Regions from separate parts of the Mus musculus genome. Here region 1 is linked to region 2. Evidence: chromatin contacts called from public HiChIP or PLAC-seq data. All regions are on one chromosome and are shown on one strand. Each heading gives the region's core, a stretch centred on a gene start, on an enhancer-like site or on the middle of the called end of the contact. The rest is flanking DNA. Distances are from core to core; before and after follow the strand shown. Region 1 overlaps Gm40300 (a long non-coding RNA gene). Region 2 holds the start of Adgra3 (adhesion G protein-coupled receptor A3).

The links. HiChIP or PLAC-seq counts read pairs in DNA pulled down with a chosen protein or histone mark.
Region 1: a contact with region 2 is called in an H3K27ac HiChIP or PLAC-seq map of embryonic stem cells, with 11 read pairs. The contact joins the enhancer-like site here to the promoter of Adgra3 in region 2. A contact is called at or near these places in 6 of 484 Hi-C or Micro-C datasets (embryonic stem cells, muscle stem cells and psoas muscle), 4 of 115 datasets of contacts at active chromatin or transcription factors (craniofacial prominence and embryonic stem cells) and 3 of 9 other capture datasets (adipose tissue, liver and pancreatic islet).

What each region holds. Positions count from the first base shown.
Region 1 is chr5:50,119,267-50,125,118 of GRCm38.p6, reverse strand. Gm40300 (a long non-coding RNA gene) reads left to right here. Exons shown (of 3, transcript XR_868412.1): 3 at 1-2,409. Among named protein-coding and RNA genes, the nearest start is that of Gm40300, 4.2 kb to the left of the region's middle. Within about 2 kb of position 2,123, at least 22 of the 459 cell types and tissues checked have an H3K27ac peak or open chromatin away from gene starts, as enhancers often do. A contact at or near this core is called in craniofacial prominence and embryonic stem cells, where this site is marked.
Region 2 is chr5:50,056,091-50,062,332 of GRCm38.p6, reverse strand. It overlaps Adgra3 (adhesion G protein-coupled receptor A3), which reads left to right and starts at 3,337. Exons shown (of 19, transcript NM_133911.1): 1 at 3,337-3,781. The coding sequence starts at 3,558. LOC115490186 (a long non-coding RNA gene) reads left to right here and starts at 3,790. Exons shown (of 2, transcript XR_003955916.1): 1 at 3,790-4,199. It overlaps Gm36702 (a long non-coding RNA gene), which reads left to right. Exons shown (of 3, transcript XR_001784857.2): 2 at 249-372; 3 at 994-1,950.

The sequences.
Region 1 (5,852 bases), core at 874-3,373, 64 kb before region 2:
ATCCAAATGGTCCTGTCAATCACCGGAACAGGAAACTGACCCTCAGCCAAGCTATCTCTTCTGGGAAATTGGAACACTATAAAGCTACCTAACATGGAGGATGCTATAGTAGTTCCTTTAGGCATTGTCTATACTTACCCCTCAAAATTTTTTCCTATACAATGGTCTCACTGGCATTCCATCTTATGAAGCTGCCTAAATCAGTTTAGGTATTAGAAATTGAAAGTTCCAAATTTGGGCCAGCAATGTATATTTAGGCTAGTTTTGCATTGAAAGGTGAAGGAGAGTTACCAGTTTCAATTCTCCTAATTGGAGCTCCTTTAAGTTAACCCTCAAACAGGCCAAAGGAGTGTCTTTTGGTTCAGAAATTTTGGACCCCATGTTGAAGCTGAGGACCAAGGTACAAGCAAGGATCAATGTCCAGTTATGCAGAGTGTGCTCCACAAATGAAAATGACCAGATCCTCCTGGAATGCAAAGTGGCACCTTCAGCCTGTACAATTTCAAGGTTAAAGCTTGAGGAGGGGTGCAATGAATGTGTGGTCTCTCTGCCAGTGGAAAAATCTCCTGTACCTTCAACATAGTGGGCGATACAAAAGCTCTATTGACCCTGAAACCTGTTATTAGTAGTCTCATTGACTCATACATAAACTAGAGCTGTGTTTATTCATGGACAGTAGGTAGTTTGTAAGAAATACATGGATTAAAATGTTAACTGGGTTGATTTATGGCATTAGAATCATCAAGAGCTTGTTCTATATCATCAGTGATGATGAGTTGAGTAAAGGAAGCTGGTTTCCATGGCTTATGGATCCCAAGGTAAGCAGATGCAAAGAAAAATAAATCAGATTGGTCCTCTCAAAGCTCTCTTTCATGAACACTTAAAGCAGAGAGACATCCCTAGTGTGTTAGCAAAGCTGACCTGTTCAGGTGTATGGTTAGTGGCTCTCTCTTGATTTCTGAGATCAAGAAAACAATACAGTTTTGGCATAGTGATTGAAGTGGGGCTTCAATATGAGAGACATTTTGTCTTGGAATATTGGGCCTAGAGTAGGAGCTCAGTTCATTGCCAGTGACCTTAGTAACTGTTATTTAGAGGTAGTCAATAAGAACTGTATATTGTAAGAGGAATTAAAAAATTAAAAAAAAAAACATTTTAATGAGACAAAGGTTAGAGAGTACCAAATTCTCCTTGAATCCCAGTTTAAATCATCAAAACCCTTTTTTCCTTTAATTCTTATTAAGCTGTTCTTCATGCTACTTATTTATTCTGGGTTGAAAGATTAGTATCTGAGCTGTGTCTCTGACCTTGAGTGGAGACAAGACTTTTATCAAATGTCCTTAAAATAATAATTATTACTATTATTATCATTATTATATTATTACTTTGTTTAGTGAGGCTTAGGTCTAGACCCAAAGGAAATCTAAGAATATGTGGTATTCATTAAGATATGGGGGAAAACTCTACCTTATCATCATGAGTTGACAGACTTCAATAAGACATTTGAAAGTATTATGGGTGCCACATCAAATTTGAGAGTCAGGTATTAATACTAGGTAAACACTGAAGATACGGTTCTTACCAAAAATTGCATCATCTCTAAAGGAGTCACATGGTTGTCTGGACAGAACTGCATTCTAGTTCCTGCTTCTCTGAGGACTTTAATTTTAGTGTTTTATTGCACAAGAATAGCTAGTTTTCTCTTGAACATTTGCTGTGGAGTTTTCCTTTGTTGTGTAAATTTAATCCTATTTAAAAAGTCTTTGACTTCAAGGTGTTTCTACAGAAAAGAGTGAATTCCTCAGAAGCGGGCCGCTCAACTAACAGATAATCTAATCCAGGTTTTTTGCACTAGCAATACAATGGTGAGAAAATATTCAGGAAAATTCTCAAGGTTTTAAAACTTATAACACAGTGTGGATTTCCCTCTGTGGGAGTCAACCTAAAACTGTGTGTTTTTGCAGGCTTGACTACAGACAGTTGCAAAGGCTAGCAGACCACACAGGGAGAAAACTGCCTTCCTTGTTACAGTGACACTGGAGGCCCATTAAGAGAAAGCTATTTCCTCTTGGACTAGAGAAAGGAATCTACCTCTAGTCTGGGTGGAGACCTGACATTCCAAGTTGCAGGAAACAGAGTTAATCCCCTTGGGCTAGTCAATTACACAGCTAAGGAACCACCCCTTAGGAAGGCCTTAAGCCATGCTAAAGAAACAAGGGGAACGATTATCCTTTAATGAGATAATGTACTTTCCATTCCAGAAACCCTGCCTTCAGTAGAGTAATTGAAAGGAAGTCTTGAGATGCGGTTAAACTTGCCTGCCTTTTGGTGATCTAAGAAAGGTGTGACTTTTCCTCTTGCTTTACCAGTGTCTCTTTCTTTCAGATGCTGGTGAGGGCCAGGGTATGCTTTTATTTAAAAAATAAATAAATAAATAAAAATAAAAATAAATAAAACTTTCTCTAGAGTCCCCTCTCCCCCTTTTGTCATGTGACTGCTTGCCAAACTTCCATGCCTAACTCAGAGCATCATGGTCTCTCTCTTCCACTTCTCCAGTTCCCTCCTCTAGGCAGCTGTCACGATTTAGAGCTCACCTGTCCTGTGTTTATTCTAATCACTAATAAGATCCTCTTCTCGTTTCCTTTTGATTTCACACTTAAATTCTTTTATTAGCAAGACTGAGAATCCTTAGAGAGTAAGCCTTAACTTCTTGTGAATTATATGGCACTTCAAAATTTCTGGTGCCATCCAGAATGAATGGTAACTCTCCGAAGGGAGCTGCAGGCAAGAACTCAGGTTCGTGCTCTGTAAGTAGTGCATTTCTATCCCCTGTTCACTCACTCTTTAGCTATCATCATCTGGGACCTTGTGCAAAAGTAGTCTCAGGTGCCTCTGCCAAGGCTTCCATGTAAGGGAGAAAAGAATAGAAATGCTTCCTCCCTTACTCTGCCTGAGCACTTTAAGAACATAAGACTTCACTATGAGTCTCTGTCTGTCCCTCTGTGCCTGTCTGTCTCTATCTCCTGTCTGTCTCTATCTCCTGTCTTTATCTATCTCTCTGTATCTGTCTCTCATTAGGCCACACTCCCCTGCATTCTGTCCCCTTAAAAAAAAAGGAATGACAAAGGCCCATTGTGACTATGACAGCACTCAGCCTAGGTGGAAAATGTTAGGACCAAGGCAACTTTAAATTATCCTAAATAGTGCCTACCTCTGTGATTCAAGGTTTGTAGGCCAGATCATATGATAGAAAGCTTGCCCACTCCTCATCCCCTCACAAACATCTGAGTCAGAAACTCTTTTTTTTTCGGGGGGGGGGGCGGGATTTGAAGAGAAGGTTCTAACTCTTTCTCGTTTAATAGTACCATTATGGTTGGCAATGGCCATGATGCTATAGCTCTCCTGCTGTTTTGGAAACTGACGAATCTGTTTGGGAATCCCATCGCACTTGCTATACATGGTGGCTATCGTGCCTGATGAAGCACCTCCTCAGACATGAAGCCCTGTTCACCTAGTTCAGGGCCCTATCTCTTATTAAAGTTCATCTAACTGGTAATCGCTGTGTCAGCACCTTTCCTTGAGCCTGTTCATCATCCTTGGAGCTTTCTCTTTCTTCCCTCTACACTTTTACCCTAACATCAGGGTCCATAAAAACACCACAACCTTTTGCTTAGTCCTCCCTCAGCAGGGAGTAATCTCATATATGTGACGATCCATAAGACCTGGAGCTTGTTTGGCATGTTCATGCTACTGTGATTAAATATCTGATATAAGCCAGTGCTTCTCAAACTTTTCCCACTCTCAAGCCTTTTAGCCCAATTAGCCCAAAAAAGTTTGTGTGACCTCAAATTTTATACACATATAAACAAATCACCTTCATAAATATATGTATATATAGATATATAAGAAGCATTTGCTGATAATGCAACCATTCTTAATTTTAGCATTTATTAAAGACAAAATCCAATTTGCATGCTAATGAGATGGATGTGCTTGTTGATTTTACACAAAGAATTAAATCTCTTCTTCTATTTGATAATGTAGGAAGTGGAGCATCTCTGCTTGGTATTATAATTGTTAACATTCAGAATGACACTTTATATAAATACACAGAACAAATCAGAAAAAGCATATTCAAGACCATTTCATAAATTTTTGGCAACTCTGCCATAATCCCAAGCCAAAATTCATTTAAGGATTAAAAATAAAAATCAAATGAACAGTTAAAGCAACAATTTTTAAAAATCAAACTTTCTAGCATAATAGATTTCAAACATGTACTAACTTGATACCTACATGTTCGGAAATGATGTAGGAAAATAATAACAAGCTTTGTTTTCCGTATTAAATGACTGTATTTCTCCTAGAACAGAGAACTTGGTATATATAGCTAAAAATGACTGTGATACTGACAAACTCAAATCTGAGTCCAGGTGTTTCAGACAATGTGGTTGTTTTGTGGTATGATGGCATGTGTAGCACAAAAATGCATGCTTGTGTGTTCAGAATAGAGGCTATAGTAATGTCATATGACAACATTGGTGAGAGCTACCAGAGATTCATAATGCATTTGATTGTTTTAAAACTGAATTCTGGTCATTCCATACTCAGAGACCTTTCATTGCTCTTCTGTTATACATTGCCTTGATGTTCAGTTATGTGACCCTATATGAGGGTCACAACTGGTAGTTAAGAAGCTATGATATGACAATTTATATGATGAAAGATGTATTTTAGCTTGTAGTTCCAGAGTATTAAGCCCATGTTTTCTTGGTTCTGTGCACCTGGACAGATCACAGAGTGACAGCAGTATCTGGTGAGTGGTGGGAGTCCACCTTCTCCTCCACAAAGGCAGGAGGCAGATGTCACTTTCAATGACCTACTACCTAGAGATAGTTTCTAAAACATTCTGAAATTGCACCACCAGCTGGAAACCAAGGATTTAAGTGATGATCTGATAAAGAAGATTTCATATTCAAATTTTACCAAGGCACTTGTGATGGTTTGTATATCATTGGACCAGGGAGTGGCACCATCTAGAGGTGTGGCCTCGTTGGAATAGGTGTGACCTGGTTGGAATGGGTGTGTCACTGTGGGTGTGGTCATAAGGTCCTCACCCTAGTTGCCTGGAAGTCAATCTTCCACTAGCAGTCTTTGGATGAAGACATAAAACTCTCAGCTCTACCTGCACCATGCCTGCCTGGATACTGCCATGCAACCACCTTGATGATAATGGACTGAACCTCTGAATCTGTAAGCCAGCGTCAATTAAATGTTGTTTATTAAGACTTGCCTTGGTCATGGTGTCTGTTCACAGCAGTAAAATCCTAACTAAGACAGCGCATGTTTCAAAAGGCTAAAAATGGAGCAGGAATTGTTGGTGGTTTCTCTAGTTTTAGCTTTTGCCTATTCAATCTTCTTGACTTTCGACCCAGGTTTACTTTTACTTTGAGCTGGATGCTTGAATTCAGTAGTTTGGTGATACCTGACAATTCAGCTTTCCAAGCTCTGCTGAGTTTTCTGTCACCCTATTGGAATATTCCAGTTGCTACACCTCAAGCAATATAAGGAAATCAAATCTGAAATTCCCTATTCCAGTTTGTCAGGAATGATATAACAAAGAAGACAGAATTGACTCTGATCAAGGGAGTATTACCGGCAAGTATTATGGTGTAATCTATGGAGCAGAGACTCTTTATATGACTTTATATTGCAGCACAATATATCAAATGTATTTGTATTTAAATATAAAAGAAACAGAACATACTTTTCACAATCAATTTTATCCACCAGCCATTCATTAATATGACTCCATAAGAAAGTTGCTGGTTTCAAGTAACAGCAAACTCAGC
Region 2 (6,242 bases), core at 2,088-4,587:
ATCCCCAAGCCAGGTCTCTAGACAATAGGCTCTTTTAAAACAGATGACACATAGAAGTTTCTACAACTACTGTAGAATCTCTGAAGTCAAACTGATATTCATCAGTTATAAGCAGCTAGGAAGCACTGATCTGAAAGACTGAGAAATAGAATTTTTGGGTAAAATCTTGTCAAGCTTTTAGGTTAAATTTATACACACTTAAATTTATATACACTAGTGAACAGCATAATTGTTGATTCCTTTTGCAGGGTCATCTGCCACCAGTAGTTACAAGAATGGCTGGAAAGTGATGCACCTCAGAAAAGCTTAAGAGTGGCTTTTGGGCAGCAACCTGCCATGGGAAACAGGGACCATCAGGGAGCTACAACTGTGGTAAGGGAGAGCTAACATACACAGATGTAAAATTCAAACAGAAGGAAGTTATGCGCCAAGTTTAGATAATCATTAGACCCTGGATCTAAACAATCCAGATTCCAGAGGCACAAGATGGAGGAAAGAGAGAGAGTGATTTGAAAGGGGGAATCAAGAAAGGCTTCTAGAAGCTCATAGTCTGGTGACGGGAAAAGGTTCCTAAAAGGAACTGTTAGCAGTAAATTTAGATAGACACATTTATTATCTATGAACACATATATTAAAACATATTTTCATTACAGGTATTCACGCAGACATACACAGTTTATACAGTATTTTATTTTAAATCAAGAAAAACAAAGCATGTTTGATATCTCTTACAAACCTTACAAGACCAGCGGGTCTCAACTGGTCTCTAGACCAGTGAGTGTCAACTTGGGAGTCTCAACCCCTTTAGGGTTATCTATATTTAGATATTTACATTACCATTAATAATAGTAGCAAAATTAGAGTGTTGATGTAGCAACAAAACATGAGTGTCACAATATGAGGAACTGTATTAAAAGGGTTACAGCATTAGGAAGGCTGAGAACCACTGTTCTTGATGAAATGCTGAATGTGGTCCATACCCCCTCCTTAAAGCAACAGCCAACGTGATGCTGCCCTGTTCCTGTATGGTTACGAAGTAACATCTCAGTTTCTAGAACTTTCTGCTATGGGACAGTCACAGACACAGTGAGAACTCAAGACCCAGGAAGCCCTACAGTTTCAAATGTTGCCACGTGCTCCAGGCCTGAGGGAGGAGCAGCAGTCACTGGACCTGTCTGGCGAGAAGATGTCAGGGTGAGAGTAGCTTAATTCCAGCTTAAATTCTGGTGAAGCTGTCAAGCTCGGACTCCATCGTCCTCTGAGATCTATGCAGTTCTAAGGGAGGGCTCCATGTCCCGGTGCTTGCATAGACTCAGCGCTCGGCACACTCTGGGGTCTACAGTGTTGGGAATTTCTAAAGCCGGCTCCACTCTGTGATTTTTTTCTTTTAAATGACTTATTTTCAACACTCATCGGAATGACTTCTTTGGAAGAAAGCTGAGCTGGCCCACAGAATAGGATTGTTTCATCCATGTTTGTCTCTAGATTCATGGTCTTATTTGTGACCTACCCTTTCCTGGTGATTTTATATTTTAATATTCTCAACCATCGTGAAGTACAAATCTGACGCCAAACTTAAAGCGCATGCTAAGTACGTCTTAGAAGAGTCAAACACATTTACCTCCGTGATAGTTATCAACATTTTCATGTAGTCTATGATACGCCAGTCTATGGCTATATCAACAGCAACATGGCAAATAAAAGCTTTCAAATTATTATGGTAAGATTTTATTTTTATGGTGAGAACAGGTAATGATGACAGGTATTGATTTTATGGGAGGGGGAGGGGTAATCATCTTCATATAAATTCTACAGAAAGGTGACCAACCTCACTATAACTGAAAATATGAGTTTGTGACCTATAGTTAGTTGTAAATTTTAAGTGACTTAATAATGGCTATGATTTCTTACTTTTCTTAGCCACTGTAGGCACAGACTTGTGCTGTTCAACACATATGTAATAGCATTTAAAGCTGAATTTAATAAAAGTGAAATTGAATAAAAACCCCACTTCCTACAGAATTGTAGATAAATTTTAAGCTCTAGATAGCCACCCTTAACTAACTTGGATACTATAGGTCTGGATCCCTCTTTTCCTTGTCACATGCCAACTTCCAGAGCCAGAATAATTCTCTCCTCATTGATGTATTAGTAGATGCTATATGCACCACTGTGTTTAGATATTAGATAGTTAAATCTCAAGAAGTATCAAGTGATGCACAATTCGCACTTATCTAAGTGTCTTGGTAGCTTATTTACTATGGAGAACGCCAAATACATATATCTGGGACATGATCTTGGAAATTTTTTTTCGGAGGTCTTTTTAGATCCAAGTTAAAAAATGCCTGCCATGGACCCTGCTTCTCTTCCAGTTCTCTCGATGTAAGATCAAGCAGCTGGAATAACCACTCCTGTCTCTGTGACAGCCTAAGGGTGGCTGTGTTGGGAGGGACGGATAGGCTGATTGGGCACAGGTGTGTACACAGGTGCCACGCCCCACCTGTTGCTGAGTGGAACCAGTATAGGAAGCAAGGCCAGCAGGGGATGGACAGGCCACTGGCTGTGTCCACGGGCTGTGATCACGTGCTCCTTACCTGCTAAGTTACAGGGTTGAACTCCAAAGTACGCGAGGTTTCTGTATACCAAGTTGCTCCTTCCTGGATGTTAAGGAAGTCTGTTTCTCAAAGGAGAATAAAACTCATTTTGTTGGCTTGTATAGTCTCTATAAACTTAAACATAGGGTAGGAGAACCCTGGTCTTGCAAATGTTAGGGTGGGGTCTGCGGTCTTTGGCATGAATAATAAAATTCAGCTTGGGTTTCTTGGCTGCTTCGTCACTGTTGCTCCAACTGGTTAACATCTGATCTACCTGTGGACTCAGAAATTTCGGTTGAATGGTCCCCATGCATCCTCAGCCTGCCCACAGCTGCTTCAGGCCAGGGGCAGCTTCCGAGTTCAGTTTATTGGGAAGAAACCTGTTTCTGGCTCTGGCGGATAATGAAACTTTCTACCATGGCCTTTCTTTGGAAAGATTGGTTTCAGGCTCTTTCCCCTCGTCAGGTTGGAGAAAGGAACTTCACCCCCTCCAGCCAGGGCTCTTAGGGGCGTGCAGGGCGGCTTTGTCTGCCAGGCGGCGGCGCCAGGAAACGTGGAGCAGAGCCGCAGGGCTGCTGGAGTTAGACTAGTCTAGAACTTTCTTCCGCTGGGTCCAGGAGCAGCGGAGTTCCGGCCAGGACCTGGGGGCGTGCCCGGGTCGAGGTCGGGTCGGCTGCGGGCCTGAGAGCGCGCGGGGCTGGGGTGGGAGGAGCGGTCGCGCGGGGAGGAGCCGGCGGGAGGAGGCGGCGCTCCCGCGGGCCGAGCGGCGAGCTGGGACCCGGCGGCCCTGACCCCGCGGCTCCGCGGAGGGCGAGCGCGGCCGCGGACAAAGGAGCATGTCGTCGCGAAGCGGGACCGATCCTCGGGCCGCCGGGAGGCTCGGGCCACCGCCAGGGCCGCCCCGCCCCGCCGCCGCCCGCTAGGCCGGTGCCGTCTCTCGGCCCCGCAGGCCCGGTCAGCGGCATGGAGCCGCCGCCGCCGCTGCTGCTGCTGCCGCTGGCGCTGCTCGCTCTGCTGTGGGGAGGAGAGCGCGGGGCCGCGGCGCTGCCCGCGGGCTGCAAGCACGACGGTCGGGCCCGGGGTACCGGCCGAGCGGCCGCCGCCGCCGAGGGGAAGGTGGTGTGCAGCAGCCTGGAGCTCGCGCAGGTTCTGCCCCCGGACACGCTGCCCAACCGCACGGTCACCCTGTGAGTAACCCACGACGCCCCGCTGCCCTTTCCTGGGCTTCCCTCGCTCCCGGGTGCGCGGAATGGGCGCGGGGGTCTCCCGGGTATACACGCTCCTTTGTGTGCGCGCGGCGGCGGGCTGGGGGTGGTGCTGGAGAAGCCCTGTGGCTTAGTGTGGGACCAGGGTGGCCCATCGCCTTCGCAACCGCCTCTGTTCCCCCTCTGCTAGTTTTGCAAAGAAAAGTTTTCGGGGTTCCCGGGAGCGTCCCATGCCATCCCTGCTTTTGCTGTGCTCCGGCCGCCGAATACCACGTGAAGATGCTAATAAACACTCAGTCGGTGCAGTCCAAGCTCATTCATCCTGGCTCGGGGCTTCTGGGGAACACCCTGTGTGCTCCGAAGTCTTCATCCTAACTGTGGAAATGAAGTTGCACCTGAGGTAGATCCAGTTTGCAGGACGCCACAGTTTAGGGTGGCTCTGTGTGGTCTCCAAACCTCTACGAAGCTCTCGTCGCTTTCTGCCTTACTTTTAGTGCTCTTTCAGAACAACTTTTAGAGTTACTAATTTCGGAGAAATGTAAGATAAAAGTTGTCCAAGTCCATTTCAGCCCCATACTGAAGTCGGAGAGCTCTCGGGAAAGCCAGGAACTTCGGGATTGAAAACAGTGTGTGTTGAGTGAGCCCTCCAGAGGTTGGAAGGACTTCGGGTTTTCAGTGTGGGTTTCCACCTGGAAGGAAAAGTTTGGTAACTCAACTGTGCTATAGGATCCAGGGTTCAGTCCTGGAAACGTGGTTCTTTGTGCCAGCTGGACAGAGCGGTTGGCCCAGTGACTTTAGATTCAGTTTTCTGTGAAAGATGAATTGGTCTGGAAAAGTTTGAGTCACAGTGTTTGTAGCGGGTATTTTGGCAGGCTGAAATCTGAGTCCCTGGGCGTCTTGCTTCCCTATGTTGTTTTGGTAGGTTTCTTAAAAAAGAATCAAGGCTGCCACTATGCATACATAAAGGAAAAGACATGTGTGATCAATGAACCCACTTAAAGTAGGATTTTTAATGTAGCCTAACTATACGGAAGGATATTTGGTGGGATAGCCTAGTCACATAGCCTAGTCAACACCTTTATTGACTTATTTCCATCCCCTCCCTCCCTTCCTTTCTTTCTCTCTTTCTTCCTTTTTTTGATAAGGAGACATTTAACACAAGAAACTGTGTTTTCTGCTCACTCGGGTTGAAGATGGGTAAAGTAGTTTTCGTTTTCTTGGGCTCTTACTGACTCAACACTTCGGTGTTGCCTTTGCCATTTGGCCGACGTCAGGAGTTCTATTTATTTAGGTTTTGGCCAGATTTGAAGTGAACAAAATTGTAGGCACCTTAATTAAAGTCTAAGTCTGGTGGAGAAAGGCCCAGTGTTGGAGAAGTCCCCTGTGACTGGAAAAATTAGTCACCCAAGTGACTTAAGTAGTGACTGGATAAACACCCCAGTGCTAGGTCAGTGAGCGGCACTCAGCCTGATTCCTGTTTGCGTTTACTTGTCCTGAAATGGATCCATTATACGGAAGGTATTGGCAAATTTGGTGATATTGCTGTACAAAATCACCTTTTGCCCTATTATCAATTATTGCATCAGATTTTGCATGCGTATAGCCATTTAAGGCCTTTGAAATGTCATTTTGATCCTTGTTTATGTCTGAAAGCTGGTTAGATAAAAATAAAATTAATAAAATTAAGTGACCAGCAAGTAAGTAAAGGCTCAGTTAAGCCACTGCTGAAGTATGGTCAGAGTATTCCAAGCCTGTTGGAAGGGCTCCTAGGCTACTTGTTTCATATTGCTAGACAGGCTTTCACAAGAACGGTGGGTGAAGGCAGATCTAAGTTCCCATAGTGGTTGTGTGTCTGGTCCTGGTCCCAGATTCTTGCCCTGCAGTTGAGATGTGTCTCATCAGATGCTCACACCTGCCTTCATCTTTGTTAGTTCAATGTTTTTTTGCCTTCAGGGGATTCTTGGTAGAAGACGCTGTGTGGAAGTTTGGGTTGTCTGTTAGTTTCCTAAGGCTGCTGTAGATTGTCACATGCTTGGCTCCTTGAAATAATAGATTTAGTCTTCCTCAGTTCAGTAGACCAGAGTCTAAGGTGTCAGCTTCACAAACTAGGATAGACTCCTTTCTTGATTCTTTTGGCATTGAGTGCCCTTCAGTTTATGATAGGTATATTTTAGTCTCTCACCTGGCTCTCTTTCCTTTGTCTTAGTGCCTTAGGTGGCTCCCCCCCTCCCGCCCCTCTCCTTCTTTCCTTTCTTCCTTCCTCCCTCCCTCTTTCCCTCCCTCTCCATCTCTCACCCTCTCTTTCAAAAAAGGAACAGTCTTGGATTGGGATAGGGGCTACTCTAAGGACTCTTGTCAGAATCTCTTACTTCATTATACTTGAAAAGACCTATTTTCCAAATAAAGTTACATAGGTAGGGGCAGTTTACCTAGGGCTTGGACA